2 separate regions of the Rattus norvegicus genome follow, and region 2 is linked to region 1. The links are chromatin contacts, called in public Hi-C maps. All regions are on one chromosome and are shown on one strand. The core of a region is the stretch at or near the end of the contact, and the rest is flanking DNA. Distances in the headings are between cores, read along the strand shown. Region 1 has its middle 300 kb from the start of Pik3r1. Region 2 has its middle 380 kb from the start of Pik3r1.

Evidence for each region. A called contact is a pair of places that touch in the nucleus more often than the background predicts.
Region 2: a contact with region 1 is called in a Hi-C map of liver, with 2.3 times the contacts expected there. The contact joins two enhancer-like sites. A contact is called at or near these places in 3 of 12 Hi-C or Micro-C datasets (kidney and liver).

The regions. Positions count from the first base shown.
Region 1 is chr2:34,997,779-35,005,146 of GRCr8, reverse strand. No RefSeq gene overlaps it. Among named protein-coding and RNA genes, the nearest start is that of Pik3r1, 300 kb to the right of the region's middle. Within about 2 kb of position 4,501, at least 2 of the 93 cell types and tissues checked have an H3K27ac peak or open chromatin away from gene starts, as enhancers often do. A contact at or near this core is called in liver, where this site is marked.
Region 2 is chr2:35,072,528-35,079,895 of GRCr8, reverse strand. No RefSeq gene overlaps it. Among named protein-coding and RNA genes, the nearest start is that of Pik3r1, 380 kb to the right of the region's middle. Within about 2 kb of position 3,050, at least 4 of the 93 cell types and tissues checked have an H3K27ac peak or open chromatin away from gene starts, as enhancers often do. A contact at or near this core is called in liver, where this site is marked.

The sequences.
Region 1 (7,368 bases), core at 3,252-5,751:
TGAGTGTGTGTGTATGTGTGAGTGTGAGTGTGTGTGTATGTGTGTGTGAGTGTGTGTTTGTGTCAGTGTGTGTGCTTGTGTTTGTGAGTGTGTGTGTTTGTGTATGTATGTGTGTAAGTGTGTGTGTGTGTGTGTGTGTGTGTGTGAGTTGCAATAATAATTAAAGAAAAGGTCATGAGTTTGAGACAGTTGGGAGAGACACTGAGAAATTGGGAAGGGCGTGTAAAAATGACATAAATACAGCACTAAAGCATAAAATTCTCAAAAATTTAAAAATTAAATTAAAAAATGTATAAGTATCCCTGCCCTCATGGACATTACAGTGTAATTCAACTTTATTAGTACTTTTCATAATAACTTTATCATGTAAGTTATTGTATTGTATAAGACTTACATTGCATACAGAGAAAAACTGACAGAAGAGATGAAATTAAATACTTCCTCTCTCCTATTTTGATGATGTCCATTAAGTTCTTTTCATATCAGTCCTTTAATCTTAGTGTTAATTTTGGTGTATATTTTATGCCTAAGTTTTTATACACAAATGATCTTGGCAAATTCTCCATGAATGTCAGACCACAAGTATGTTCAAAAGGAGAAGTTTGACAAATCTTGGTAATTTGCCTAAAAGAATACTTTGTTAAATAGTCAAAGCTCTATATCTTGGTGCCAGGTGGTGGCAGTGCGTGTCTTTAACTCCAGCACTCAGGAGGCAGAGGCAGGCAGATCTCTGAGTTCAAGGCCAACCTGGTCTACAGAGTGAGTTCCAGGATGGCCAGGGCTACACAGAGAAATCTATCCAAAAAAAAAAAACCTGAAAGAAAAAAGTCATATATCTTTATAAAATAGACAAGTGTCTATACAGAGTAAAGCCATGCCCAGAGGACATAAGTATGTCTTCTGCACATTTCATGATTGTCTTATGTCTTTAGGATACTCTAGCAAAATAAATTTGTCTGAGTAACTTATATAGCACAGGAATTTATTACTCACAGTTCTGGAAGACAGAAATTCCAAGGTGAAAGTGCCAGGAGGATTGCTGTCTCATGGGGACCCACTCTTCACAGATGACAGCTTTTGTTTCCTCACTTGGACAAGGGGCTAAACAGGCTCCTTCAAAGCTTTTGTATATATAAGATATTAATTTCATTTGTACTGGTGACCTCTCATGACTTGATCACTTCCAAAGAGAAGGACTTTTCCTGTTGAAACCATCACCTACTGAGGGAATTTTTAACCAGTGAATTTGGATGAGCACAAACATTTGGGCCATGGCAACAGTTTTCTAACAATACCCATAGAGGTTTCACACTTAAGGAGTAAGAAGGCTAAGGTATTTATTCATTAATTCCAGCTTACCATTGACTGGGGACTTTTAATCCTCCATCCCTCCTGCTTTCTGTGCACACAGACCTAGGACCACATCTGAGAGTAATAGTGGAGAGGCCACAGGTTAATATCCAGGGGAAATGGAAGGGTAGGAAAAGAGGACCCTGAGACCTTCCACTCTGCCTGTCCTTTCTGTTTACTTGTTGATTGGACACATTCTTAACAGAATGTAAATTCCCCAAAGGTTAGGCATGTTATACTTAGTTTGCACTATTTCCCCAAATGTAGCCTATTGTGCAACACACAGAAGGCAGCCAATAAATTGTTGGGGAATACTGTTGAATAAATAAAGACTGGGCCTTTAAGATGGGTTGCAGCCCTGACTTAGAGGAAAGAAGTTTGAGGGAACTCTCAGAGGCTCATGCAATCCAGCTTAGTGTAGTGTCCTTGGATACCATCAACTCAGAGTGTTGCCAGTTATTTCATGGTCAACCTCCACCCACCCCAGTTGTGTTCACATCAAGAACAGAAGAACACGGAGTACAGACTGCTTTCAACATACTTGAAAATGACTAGTGTCACAATATTATACCTCCCACTCACTGTGAACCTCCGTGCATTACTATGCCTGTCGGTTGGTTTGCTTTACAGACCTTGTATATGCACTCCAAGATGTGGAACAAAGAAAACATAAAATAGCAGAGGAACACTTCTTGTGCTGGATGCAATGTACTGGCCAGGAGAGAGCTCAGGAAAGACTGAAAAAACTAAATTGCACGGAGGCCTCAATGAACAGACTCAGGAGCTGTCCTGCTTTTATTAAGTAGCCAGATGGCTTTCCAGAGTAGCCAGAAGAGTAGACAGGTCCCAGATGACAAATGGTAAGGGGCCCTCCCTGTGGGCAAGTGTTTGAGACAATGTGTTGACATTAGGCACGGAATAAATCCATAACTGTGCTGTTCATGCAAATTCTCAAAGAAAAGCAGGTGCTGTGCACTGACCTTACCCAAATCAAACTCTGCTGGGGAAAATAGCCCAATTCCTCTACATTCAATTTCAGCAGTTCATTCCCCTATCCCCCTCTATCCCCCCAAAAACCTTGCAAAACAATTCCAAACAAAACAAAGTAGGAAAAAAATTAGCTTGCAAATTGTCTTTTGTTTGAAATGGTTGACATATGTATGGTGGAAATCTCAAGTCACAACTGTCTGCTTAGAATCTACTTACCTTAAGTAGACTGTTCATGAATGTATCATATTGTCAGATCACATGAAAATATTATATATATTTATATATATATATATCGTGCATCTTTACAGGTGCTAATGCCACATATCCCTGTCATTAAATGGCATTTAGATTCAGAGAAATCACTACAGATCACTTAGGTTTTCTGTGATAATGAGAATACTCTTTGTACTTTTGGGTATACTAATATTTGTTATATTTTTTCAGAAGAGAGGGCTTTAAGAGTCAGAACTCCTCAGCTGACTGATCTAGAGTGAACCAGTGGTCTCCACAGAATAAAAGAACAATTGTTAAGCTACCTTATCTCCTATTACTATTCAAGAATGTACACTTTGAGATGATTTAGAAAATAGACAATCATTCACTAAAAAAAGACTACTGTAGAAAGGTACTGTTTAGTTTTGACATCAAAAATATTTTTTTACTTTTATAGTGATAAGCATACTAAATAAAAGGTAAGTATGTAGAACAATTTTAAAAATATAAGTAGGACTTAGAAAAGGAGTTAAGAGAGTCTTGAAGAACCAAAAAACCTGTCACTTATTAGTGAAAACAGAGCAGGAATGTAGCTTGTAGGAAAATGAATGAAGCCCATGATTCCATCATGATCACTATAAAAACCAGGTAGCTGATGTGTCCCTATAATCCCAGAACTGCTGAAGAAGAAGAAAGAGGATCCTCAGCTATATAAGGAGTTCAAAGTCAGCCTGGAAAACAGGAGACCCTGTCCTCTCTCTCTCTCTCTCTCTCTCTCTCTCTCTCTGTCATAGACACAGACTACATGATAGATATATAGATAGATACATGATAGATAGATAAATAGATAGATAGATAGATAGATAGATAGATAGATAGATAGATAGATAGATAATATACAAAGAGGTGATAGAGACAGATGATGGATCAATGAATGATAGATGATAGTTGACAGCTAGATGATTGATAGACAGATGATAGATAGGTAGATAGATAGATAGATAGGAAGGAAGGAAGGAAGGAAGGAAGGAAGGAAGGAAGGAAGGAAGGAAGGAAACCAAAAGATGATAGGATACCTACAGGTGAGAATGAAGGCTTCTGATAGAAGGATCAGGGCTCTGCTCTGGCCAATTCTAGTCAAAGGATAATTTACCCATTCAAAATCAGATAAAATTACCTCCAGTTCTTGCCTGTTCTAAAAATCCAAGCATTTTTACTCTCAGCAAGGGATTATGATAGGGACGAAATGTTACTTTATTCAGTTGCATTTAATATGTAAAAGAGAAAGACTCCTTCCATATAAGTCATATGTCAGAGTTAAAGTGGAAACTTAAGGGTTCTTTGGAAAGTCTGCTGTGTTGTACTTTGCTGGGGCAAACACATGAAGAGGTGTTTTCCTGAAGTAGACACAAGCGAAAGGACATTCCACTAAGGCAAGTGTATGAAAGGACATGTGATGAAGGATTCTTTGCCAATTACATGCATGTATTGATCTGCCTTACATTGCATAGCTGAACTCCATTTGTCAGGATGCCATAGAGAAAAATGTACCAAAGAAACCTTTGATGGTGTGTCATGGCTTCTTGCCACTTCTGTGTATTTTGGCCAATTGGCAGAGTGATGTCAGTTGATACAGACTTACAAGCTGAGGCAAGACAAATAATGAGGCAAGACCCATGGAGGACAAGTAATGTTTGGAGGGAGTATAAATAGGACTTAACAGACAGTGACAAAGAGAATGATTCAGGCTTGATTAGGCTTGGCTTGCTGGTAGAGCTAGCTGTGCAATGCTTGTTGGTCTCACAGTTTTGCTGATCTTCATTTCACTGAGAGAGGCACAGCTAAGAACTTCTCCTGGCTTCCCTGTTGGTCCCTCCTATTGACCTGTGCTGATTCAGCTGAGGCCTAACTGTTCCTGCTAGGTCATGCCACTATTGCTGTTATCCCGACACTGCTGAACTGGACTGCTAGTATATCCATGAAGTGTTTGCAAGTGGATCAAGTTGCCACTGCTGACCTATGAACTGAACATTGATTTCCTGACAGTGTAGATGGGATTTGCTCCAAAGAACAATTTCTAAATAAGTTTGCTTCCCCCATAGTCTTTTACTCCCACTACGTCTGGTAGATGGTAGGCTAGAAGGGATGTTAAAGCATTTAAAAACTATCATTAAACGTAGGCTTTAAAAAAGTTAAAGTTACACAGAATAGCTAACTTGATGGCCATTCCAGGAGGAGCAATAACTTGGAACTCAAGCACACACACGCACATTCAGGTTCATGTGCAGTTACACACAAATACTTGTATATGAATGGGGAGGTTAGAGGTTAGAGGTCGCAGTTTAGGGAACAACTTTAGACTTTGTGCATAGTACATAGCTGTTTCTGCTTACTTGCCTCCCTAACGCTCATTTTTCACTGAACATGGTTCTCAGCAACTAGGAAGACTGGAGACACATGAGAACAGACTAGCTGCTGCATAGGAGCTCTATCTGGGTTTATCCCTAAAGCTGCAGAGGGAGCAACTGGGTTTTGAGAACATCTCAGTGGAACAAAACAGCCTGCAAGAAGTCTTGGATCCAGCCCACTGAAATCTCAAAGTTTTATTTTCCTCACCTATAAATTGAGACTAGTAAAATTCCTCTCTGCACCTATGTCTCATAAGGATGCTGTATAGAATAAAGAATTTTCCAATGCTTAGAATATTGTTATCCAAGTATACAGTCCTCCCTCAGTCTGCGTAGGGGACTGTTTCCAGGACCACCTACAGATACCAATATCTGTGGCTGCTCTGATCCCTTATATAAAATGAAATAATATTTGCATGTAGCCTGAACATGTCCTTCACAGTACACTAGAGACACTAATAAATAGTCATACTGCTGTAGAGGAATTTTAATCCAGCATCATGGCTGCTCTGGCAAGAGATCATATCCAAAGACCTTCTAGGTCTGTGTGACCCAGCTGGAATACAGACATGGCTTTAATCCCAGAAGACAGAGACAAACATATATCTGAGTTCAAGGCAAGTCTGGTACAGAGCAAATTTCAAGTAGAGTAAAGCTTATGTTCAGTCATGGTGGTACCTACCTTTAATCCCAGCACTCAGGAGATAGAGGCATGCAGATCTCTGTGTTTCGGTCAGTCAGCTGGGTTAAGGCAGTGAGTTAAGAGGCAGTGCAGTGCAGTGGAGTTTGTGGCAGTTCATGGAGTTCAGAGGCAACTTTTACAGGGATAGTTGTACGAAGGTTGCAGAGAGAATAAGCTAAACACAGGTAAAGACAGATCAAGCCAGAGAATGAGAAGGAGGTAGAAGATTAGAACAGATTGACAGAGTTACTTTGAGACCAATCAGAACAATTCAGCAAGAAGCTAAGAGAAATCAGATTGAATCAGTCAGCTTGGAGAGAGTTTGGGCCAGGATAGGTGAGTTGAATCAGCCAGCCAAAGTTCGGAAAGAACTAAAAAAGATGAGCTTATTCAGTAGTAAGTCTCTGAGACCACAATTGCATCAGGTAAATATGTTACTGTTACATACTCTATTGTTTATAGCATAATGACAATAAAGCCATACAAGTTCAATATGGGATTAAATAGTTTTCCAGATATTTTTCATCCAGTCGCTAACTCCACAGATATGAGAGGCTGGTTCCATGACATCCCTCTAAAGAGCTAGATATTAAATCTGAGAAAACATGAAGATCCAAGAATAGGATCACTGGCTGATGCTGATATATTTTTCTTGCCAGGGACATTTTGGTAGAAGAATCCAGGGATCTGTCTTGAGTAATAGCTAACTTGTATGGATGGTCCCTGGAGACACTACTAACATTCTTGGTACAGCAGTATGACTCCAGTTAGGCATTGACAAAACCTATTTGTTGTTTCCAATAATCTTACCATCACCCACAATGAGATCACTGTATACATTCTTTATGTCTTCTCTGTGCCCTTGATCCTTCTGGGCTCATGACTGAAAATGGGACCAAAACAAACTTTCCATGCAGGCAGGGGACCCAGAATCTCATCTACCTGCTACGACTGAGCTCACTCTCAACTTTGTTCTTCTTGTCAATATGTGAGGAGGACGTGACTTTACATAGTAGTGAACTAAATAAACTTCTGTTTCACACCTTCTTGTATATTTGCAACCAAGGAAAAGAGATTTGCATTTTTTTTGTCCCGATGACAATTACTAATGGTGAGAAATCGTCCTTTCCTTCCCATTGCTAGTAAAGATCCTTCATGTTGAAACAACTTGCCCAATGACGTCTAAGGTTCTACACAATCATGCAGTGCAAAGACTGCCAGCACAAGATTGGAAAAAGAAAAACGTCATAAGAAGTTCTCCTTGACAACGTTGTGTTCTCTGGGTACCGGCTAGAGCTGGATCAATATAGCAGCTAATTGGAAATCCCCAGCTCTTCAGATCCCTGCCTTCTTGCTGTGAGTTAATAAGAAAGGGGAGTTAATAAAGAAGCAGAAGACAAATCTGAATTGAACTTTTAATAGCCTTTTGAAATTAAAACTAAAATCAGCTTCCATAAGAGCTATGAGAACACAATGCTAATGGCACGGACGAGTGAACTTGCTTAGAGGATTGTAGAGTAGGTTGAATAAAGTCCCCGATGGCATCCTCATCCCTAACCTCAGAGTCTGTGAATGGTGCCTTATATGGTAAAGGAGACAATGCAAACATGATTAAATTAGAGAGAGAGAGTAAAAAAAGATGGGACAACACTGTTCTGGATTATCTGAATGAGCGATCCATAAACCCGCACGCATCTTAATTCCGAGAAACAATGTATTTAACAA
Region 2 (7,368 bases), core at 1,801-4,300, 76 kb before region 1:
CCACAGAAATCACCTCCAATTGATCACTATGACCTAGAATGGAAAAGTACCATGAGAAAGAGAACTTTATTACAGATTGATTACATTTTGAAGCCACAGCTCCATATTTGCACAACCCTAGGTTGGTTCTAAAGTTCTTGGAATCCATTAACTTTTGGAAATGAAGTAGAACCCAAACACTTCACAGACAGGTGTAAGGAGACGAGGAATCAAGAAATGGTATCCATCATCATCTTGGGAAAGTTGGTAGTGAGTATGAGAGGTCAAAACACTCTCTGCTTCCAGCCAGCTTTAACTGATAGAAAACTGATATAAGGTATTGATAGTAGATAGATGTTAAAGGGAAAAATAAATGAAAGAAAACTGTAAAGGTAGCTTGTCAATGGGCAGCAAATGCCCATTATAGATGTCTAGATAGCATTGGGTATGAATTATACATCAGTGCTCCTGAGGAGGGCAAGAAGAGTGGCAGAGTTTGGCCTCCAACCACACTCTGATCTCTATGGGTTTTGAGAATTTCTGTGTTGTAAACCCTTCAAAAAAGAGAAATACATTTATTTCCTAATAATATTGGTATAAAGAAGAACATATCCTGAGGTTCTGGCTTAACATTCATAGAACTCGCTGCCCTTGTAGAGGGGCAGTATTTGGTCCCAGCGCCCACACTGGGCCTACAATCTCCTATAACAGTGGTTCTGAGGGATCCCAGGCCCCCTTGAGATCTCCATGATCATGAGGTGCATGGACGTACGTGCAGGCAAAGCATTTGTAACACATGCTATGAAACAAATAAACCTCTTTTTAAAATATCAGTATATTGACAATACATAGTAAACATTATTTCTTATCTAAAATTTCACATTTTTTCTTCTCATTTTTAAAGCAGTTAAATCATTCTTATTGATCCTGGGAGAATTTGGAATGTTAGCACTGGGCTCACTGTGCCTAACCATAAAATGTCCCTGAATAGATGGGTCAACTTTTGATTATATGATATTCAAGGTCCTCTAGAGGACAAGAGCCACTGGAATAGATATTAGGGACATAAACATGAGAGATTGGTTAAAGAAGTAGAGACACCAGGAGCCTGGCACAATCCAAGTCTCAGAACCAGGGAAGCAGGCTCTGTAACTGTCTTTCTGATGCTAACGTTTTGAGGACTCAGGGAATGTATGCTTTAAGTACCAGAGCACAAAAAATTAGGGAGTTCCAGAGTCCACAGATCAGAGAAAGACACATTCCTATGCCCCTTGCTTTTCTTCATTCTGGGCACCCTTCATTGATCACATCAGTCTACATTGAGGGCAGATCTTTGTTATCCAGTTCTAACTTACAAGCTGTTCCCTTGAAACCTCTTTGTAGACACACTGAAAGCAATGCTGTACCAGGTCTTCAGGAAATCCTCAACCCAGTAAAGTTGACAAAAATTTTCTACCATCTACCCCAATGCATAGGATATACGTGTTAACGCCAAATGGAGGTTAGAGCCCACGGAGCCATGTGCTCACGTTGCATTGGCAAGGCAGCAGTAAGAGACATGTGAGAAGTCCATTATTTGAATGAAATAAACCAACCCCTTCTGTGAATTCAGGTTTGAGGCCAACTCTGTACTGCTGAGTTCCTTTAGAACAGGACAAAGGAGACACTGAGTCCTCTGGTAAATCCTGCTGCTGCTTCCTTATTACTACCTGAGCTTTGTACCACTGCTCATACCAGTGCTGCAGTCTCCACCATTTCTCTCCCTGTAAACAAGTCAAGGTAGTTAACAGGAAAGTCAGGCCAATTCAGTGGGCTTCATCATCAGGGAGAGAGCAAAGGAAGAGGAGAAGCGATAAGTTTGAGGCACATTTCTCAGGATCCTTTGAAGGAGAGTCTAGCTTGGGTGGGGTTGCATGACAGGAGAGAGGAATCACAAATATGAAGCGTGATGAGACCGTTCCAGGCACTTTGCCTCATACAGAACATCCGCCATTGCTTCTTTGGATATCCCCTCGTTATCTCACAGGTGAAGAGAATGCAGCATCTGGACTTGAGGTAAGTCTTTTGAGCTTTCACATCCAGATGTAAGATTTCCCTGTATACAGAATTTACAATATAAACAGGAGCACCACAAGAAGAAGTGAAAACAAAAAGACTTGTCCCTCCCTCTGCTGGGTTTGTTTGACCTACGTTTTCACATGGAACTGTAGCACCCAAGTTCAGTGTTGCTGGCAACCCAGAGATAGTCACAGATATTTCTAGGCTAATTATCTAAATTGAGGGAAAGACTCTGTTTTTCAGTACTGGACTATGGCATCATAGGTTTTCTATCTAGGTTGTATTTTGTATTTAAATATGTTTTCTTCCTGAAAGTCACCCTGAGTCGTAGCGTAGCTCTGCAGTGGCGACCACCTAAACACATCGTCTGACTTCGAGAATTCAATCATGGGCTTCAGAGTGCACTGCTGCCTTTGCTTTAAGAAAAATAAGCAAGAGTAGAGAAAAACAGCGGACAAGATATTTCTTCTTCAAGATTCTATTTGTCATCTAGACCTCTGGAAGCAAAGCACTAGATAGGCTTCCCTGAATAGCATGATTAATTAGTTCCTCAGACCACAGTTACTGCATGTAATTGGGGTGCCTTTTCATTTGATTTCCTTTGTAAACGGTTCTACCGTTCTCAATTTCCTTCGTGCTCTTGTTCTTCCTCTTAGAAGTGTAAGTTTAGCAAATCAGCCTGGGTGAGAGGAGATTGTCTCGGTGGTCTTCTGTCATCATAGAACACCACAGACTTTTTCTATTTTAGGAATGAAATGCCCTTGAGGGCCAGCCTTGTAAGGTTTATAATTCCCCTTGGTGGCCACACACTTCATGATCCTTTCAAACATAGATCTCAACAGGAAAGAATGACTTGATAACCTGTCAAATAGTTCCAGGATCTGCAAAGATACCACGCAGAAGCTGTCTTATCACTGTGAAAACGTGTTCTATTCTCTGACTATCATCTGAGTTCATCTTCCCTTCTGCTTTACACCTCTGACCTTTGCTACTGCTTCTCAGTAAGAGCTTTCAGCCTAGACCACAGAGAACGTGCTGTGTGTTCTATGCCACACACTGTATGTTACCTGTGTTACACTGCACATGGGCATCTGGGTGTGCCAGACCTCAAATATGCTACTAAGGCTTCACTATGAACCACCAGTAGTTGTCAATCCTGAGATTCACCTGAAAAAATCCAATTCCAGCATTGTGGCCAAATTTAAAGCAAGCATTATTAAATATTAACTATGGACCAAGAGATGGACTTTGGCCAGACCCAGTCCCTGGAATTTCCCAGCCAAAATGACCCCGAGTCACATGTAGCCGAGGCTTATAGGGATAAACCTATAGGCCACTGTACTTTCCCATGAGGCTTTGTTATTTTCCAAGAACCACAACTCCCAGCATTCCAGGAAGTTACCAAGTTCTTGACCTATTGAGGCTTACAGGCTAATTTTGAGCATTAGGTAACATCTCCAAATCCTTCGCTTTTTTTCTCTATAGTGGGTTGGTCTGATGCTGCTTGTATTTTAATGCTATTACTGGTTCCTTAAGACCCCAGAGGTGAGAAAGTCCACATGTAGATCCAAGTGACATTATGTGACCTTGCTCCCAAGTTTTTTCTGATTGGTAACTAAAATTGCTGACAGCCAATAGCTGGGCAGAAGAGACGTAGGCTTTTCAGGATGGAGGTCAGAGGAGAAACAGAAGGCAGAGGGGAGAAGGTAAACAGAGGAGAAGCTTCCATGGGTTAGGTGAGTCATAAAACTGTGGCCCTGAGAGCTGGCCAATTGGAGTTAAGAGCAGCCCAGATGAAGTATAGTAAGTAATAACTAGTAGTTATCAATAGGAAAGTAGATTCTAAGAGCATACAGGGTAGATATCTGCCCAACTCTTGTGCTGGTTGAGGCTTATTGTAAATAATAAAAGTTGTGTGTCCTTTACCTGGGAACTGAATGAGCAGGGCAGGTTCAACCTCTGAGTTGGGGTTAAATGATTTCTCCATTTCCCCATTATGCCTCAGATACTGTTAGCTCAGCTCAGTTCCATTTCTTCTTTAAGAGGTATTTCAAAAGTGTGTTTAACTCCCGCACAGTGGTGGCACTTTGTCTTGTACTAATTTACAATCATTTTAAAAGAATGATTGTCAGATAGAGCCAAAAATTTCTTTTAAAGTATTGAATATATGAGATTATATGTAATGTCTGTGATGTGCATGATTATTAATCATATATGTACATTAGTGCCATGCAGACTAGAGTCACACTAAAGCAAAAGGGGTGTAATGAAGTAATTGTTGGGGAAGTCTATAACTTTTTCAATATAGGGCTAATCACACTTGTGTCTCCATTTACTGACTGCTCCTGAGACTTACAGATCTCTCTTATGACTTCAAACCAGAGCCGATTGTCCAATCTTCCACCGGCAGAGATTCAATTATAAGTAGAACCATAGATGAATATGTTTAGGAAACAGGACCAGCAGGTACGGAGCAGCACAGTGAAACCTTTGAAAAGTCATAAGTTGGTCTACTGTGGCCCAAATTCATCTTTTTGTTTTATTGTTGTTTGTTTGATTGTTGTCCTGACATCATCCCCGAAACCCACACAGTACAGGTAGGATTTCTGAGAACTAAAATGAACCTAAAATTGTGTCCTAACAGTTTCATTGATTTTCATTAATCATTCAATTCTTCCCTCTAAATCTTGGAGCATCATTGAAAATCAAGCTTTTGTTTACCAGAGACAAATTTATACTCCATCAAAGGTCAAGTTATCATCCTCCAAAAGGTTAGTTAGAGATGGCTGGCTTGAAGGGCGATACAAGTTGAATTTGCAGCACTCTGCTCACCCCATCAAGTAGACCTGCCTTCCTTGCCACCCTTCTTAGCTCAACCTGCCTTCTTCCCACTATGACTCGAAAACAAGAATACATCAATGTATTTGAGAGAATCCAATGATTTGAGTCTAGGAATCACTTATTCCCAATATACCTTCAATGATGAATTTCTTTGACCTCTTCATCTAAAGTGAATTGCCCTTTCCTTTTAGGAATGAATATCTGATCAATTAATCATTACCAAAAATGTGTATGGTTCTTAAAAGTGCTTTATGTTTTATATACAGATAAATATTTATTGAGAAAATATGTGTTCGAAATGAAGAATTTCCAGGGCTTCAGTAGACAAAGGCAGTTGTTGCCAAGCCTGGAACCCTGAGTTTGATCCCCAGTTCCCCATAGCAGAAGGAGAGAACAGGCTTCCACAAGTTGTCCTCTAGCTTACATGTGCTCTATGGCATTCAATGCGCACAAAATTAATGAAGAAATTAATCAAAATGAAAATAACCTGAAAGATTAGAGATAAACTACCTATGCTACCTGAATTCCAACTCGAGAAACTTGAAAAGAAGCAAAGGATTTTGTTTTGTCTACAGCGGCTGGTAGGTTGTTTTTTCTCAGAGAGAACGACTTCATACAAAGCAAATCTTGGAGAAAATAGGGAGTGATTAAGAGGTTAAGGGAAGGATCCAGATCTTCAGGTAGGCCTAATCGTTGTGCTTCTTTTAGCCTAAACTTGTAAACCTCAGGATATGTTCACAACTAAATTAATCACTGTTTACATACCTTACATTAATTTTCTTCGGCCATTATTTATTCTAAGTTGACCTATTGACTTGTGATAATTCATTATTTCTTTTATGTTTAGTTTGGGCTTATTCTGGGCAGGGGTTTGTGCATGTATTTGGGGGTTTTATTTGTTGATGTTTTCATTGAGGATTTCTTTTTTTTTTTTAAGGTTTATTTTTGTGACACTACATTCGGGGGATGGGGGTAGAAGATAGAAGTCACATTCTTGGGCTGAAAATATAGATCAGTATTGAAGTAGTTGCCTAGCACCGTGTAGAAGGATCTAGGTTAAGTCCCTACCACATGCACACGCGTGCACACGCTCGCGCAAACACACACAAACACACACACACAAACACACACACACACACACAGGCTATGCACACGAGGAAAGGGAAAAGGTTAGGTTTTTTATTCATATTTAAGGAAATTGCTCTCTGGGCAATCTGATAGGGTGGCACCCATCTGTGATCTAGACTACCCAAACAGGAATAACTAACAAGAATCAAACTCAAAGCAGGATTTTGAGATTGTTGGAATATGTAGAAAAGGTAAAGGGTTTTTGTTTGTTTGTTTGTTTGTTTTTTAATTCCTCCTGCCAACACAATACTGAAGAAACTCATTGCTTTCCATCGTCCTTCTTCACACTTATTCTCATTGTGAAGTGGCAGCAAAGGTTTAAGACTCATTCTCTTGCTGCAAAGAGAATATACTCATTAAGAATCTGTATCATGAAAGTAAAGCAATTAAGAACTGTCTGGCTGTGTGGATGCCGCCCCAGCTCACTGTAAAGCAGCCAGCACGTCCAGACAAGCCTGAGAACCATGAAGTCAGCATTCTGTACCGCAATGTGCTGAGTGACTGGACATTTCTATAAACAAACAAACACCAAATACGCTGTCATGTAATGTCCTTTGTGATTACAAACACGGGGCAAGGGAGTGAGGGGAGGTCTTTATGAGACGTGTGCATTGAAGTAGAGAGATCTTTGGAAAACGCAATCTACCAGAAGACCATCACCATTTATTTCAAAGTCTTGACATTTGGAAATCTCTTCAGATCCCTAATTTGGAATGACAAAGAAGTTTAAACTCATTTTCTGGTCAAAACGTATGTATAGGCTAGCCAATATTTTGTCAACATTAAAGATTTTCTGAGGGAAGATAACTATTTAGAACATTTAATTCAAAAGTCATATGTGGAAGTTACTACGTGTATGCTAATGCATGGGATACAGAAATTACTCATTTCTAGTTAGTTCAATTTAGTTAATCAGATACTGGTGGCTATCGAATGCTGGTTTCTAGGTTATGAATTACTAGAAAAACTAACACCATATATCTTGATATATTTGTACCTTCTGGGAAGAAAGATTTTTGGAAAATTATTTGATGTAGGAACTTTCAAATTACCAAGTAATAAGCACTTAACTTTAAATTAATTTTCATTGATTCTATAGTACAATATTGAACCCACCAGACATTTGGGGGGTGGGGGTTAGACTGTCAGAAAAGATAAAAGTAGGTTGTTTGAAGGATTTATATCTATTCATAGCCCAGAACACTGACTAAAATTTGGCAGATATAAAGTTTGTAGAAGTCGCTAGGTGTGTTTGTCACAAGTAAGCCTGTGAATGGTCATTAGTCATGATATATAGAGAGCCAGAGACAGTGCTCGATAGTACAACACTTGCCTAGCATGTTCAAGATCCTTTGCTAAATC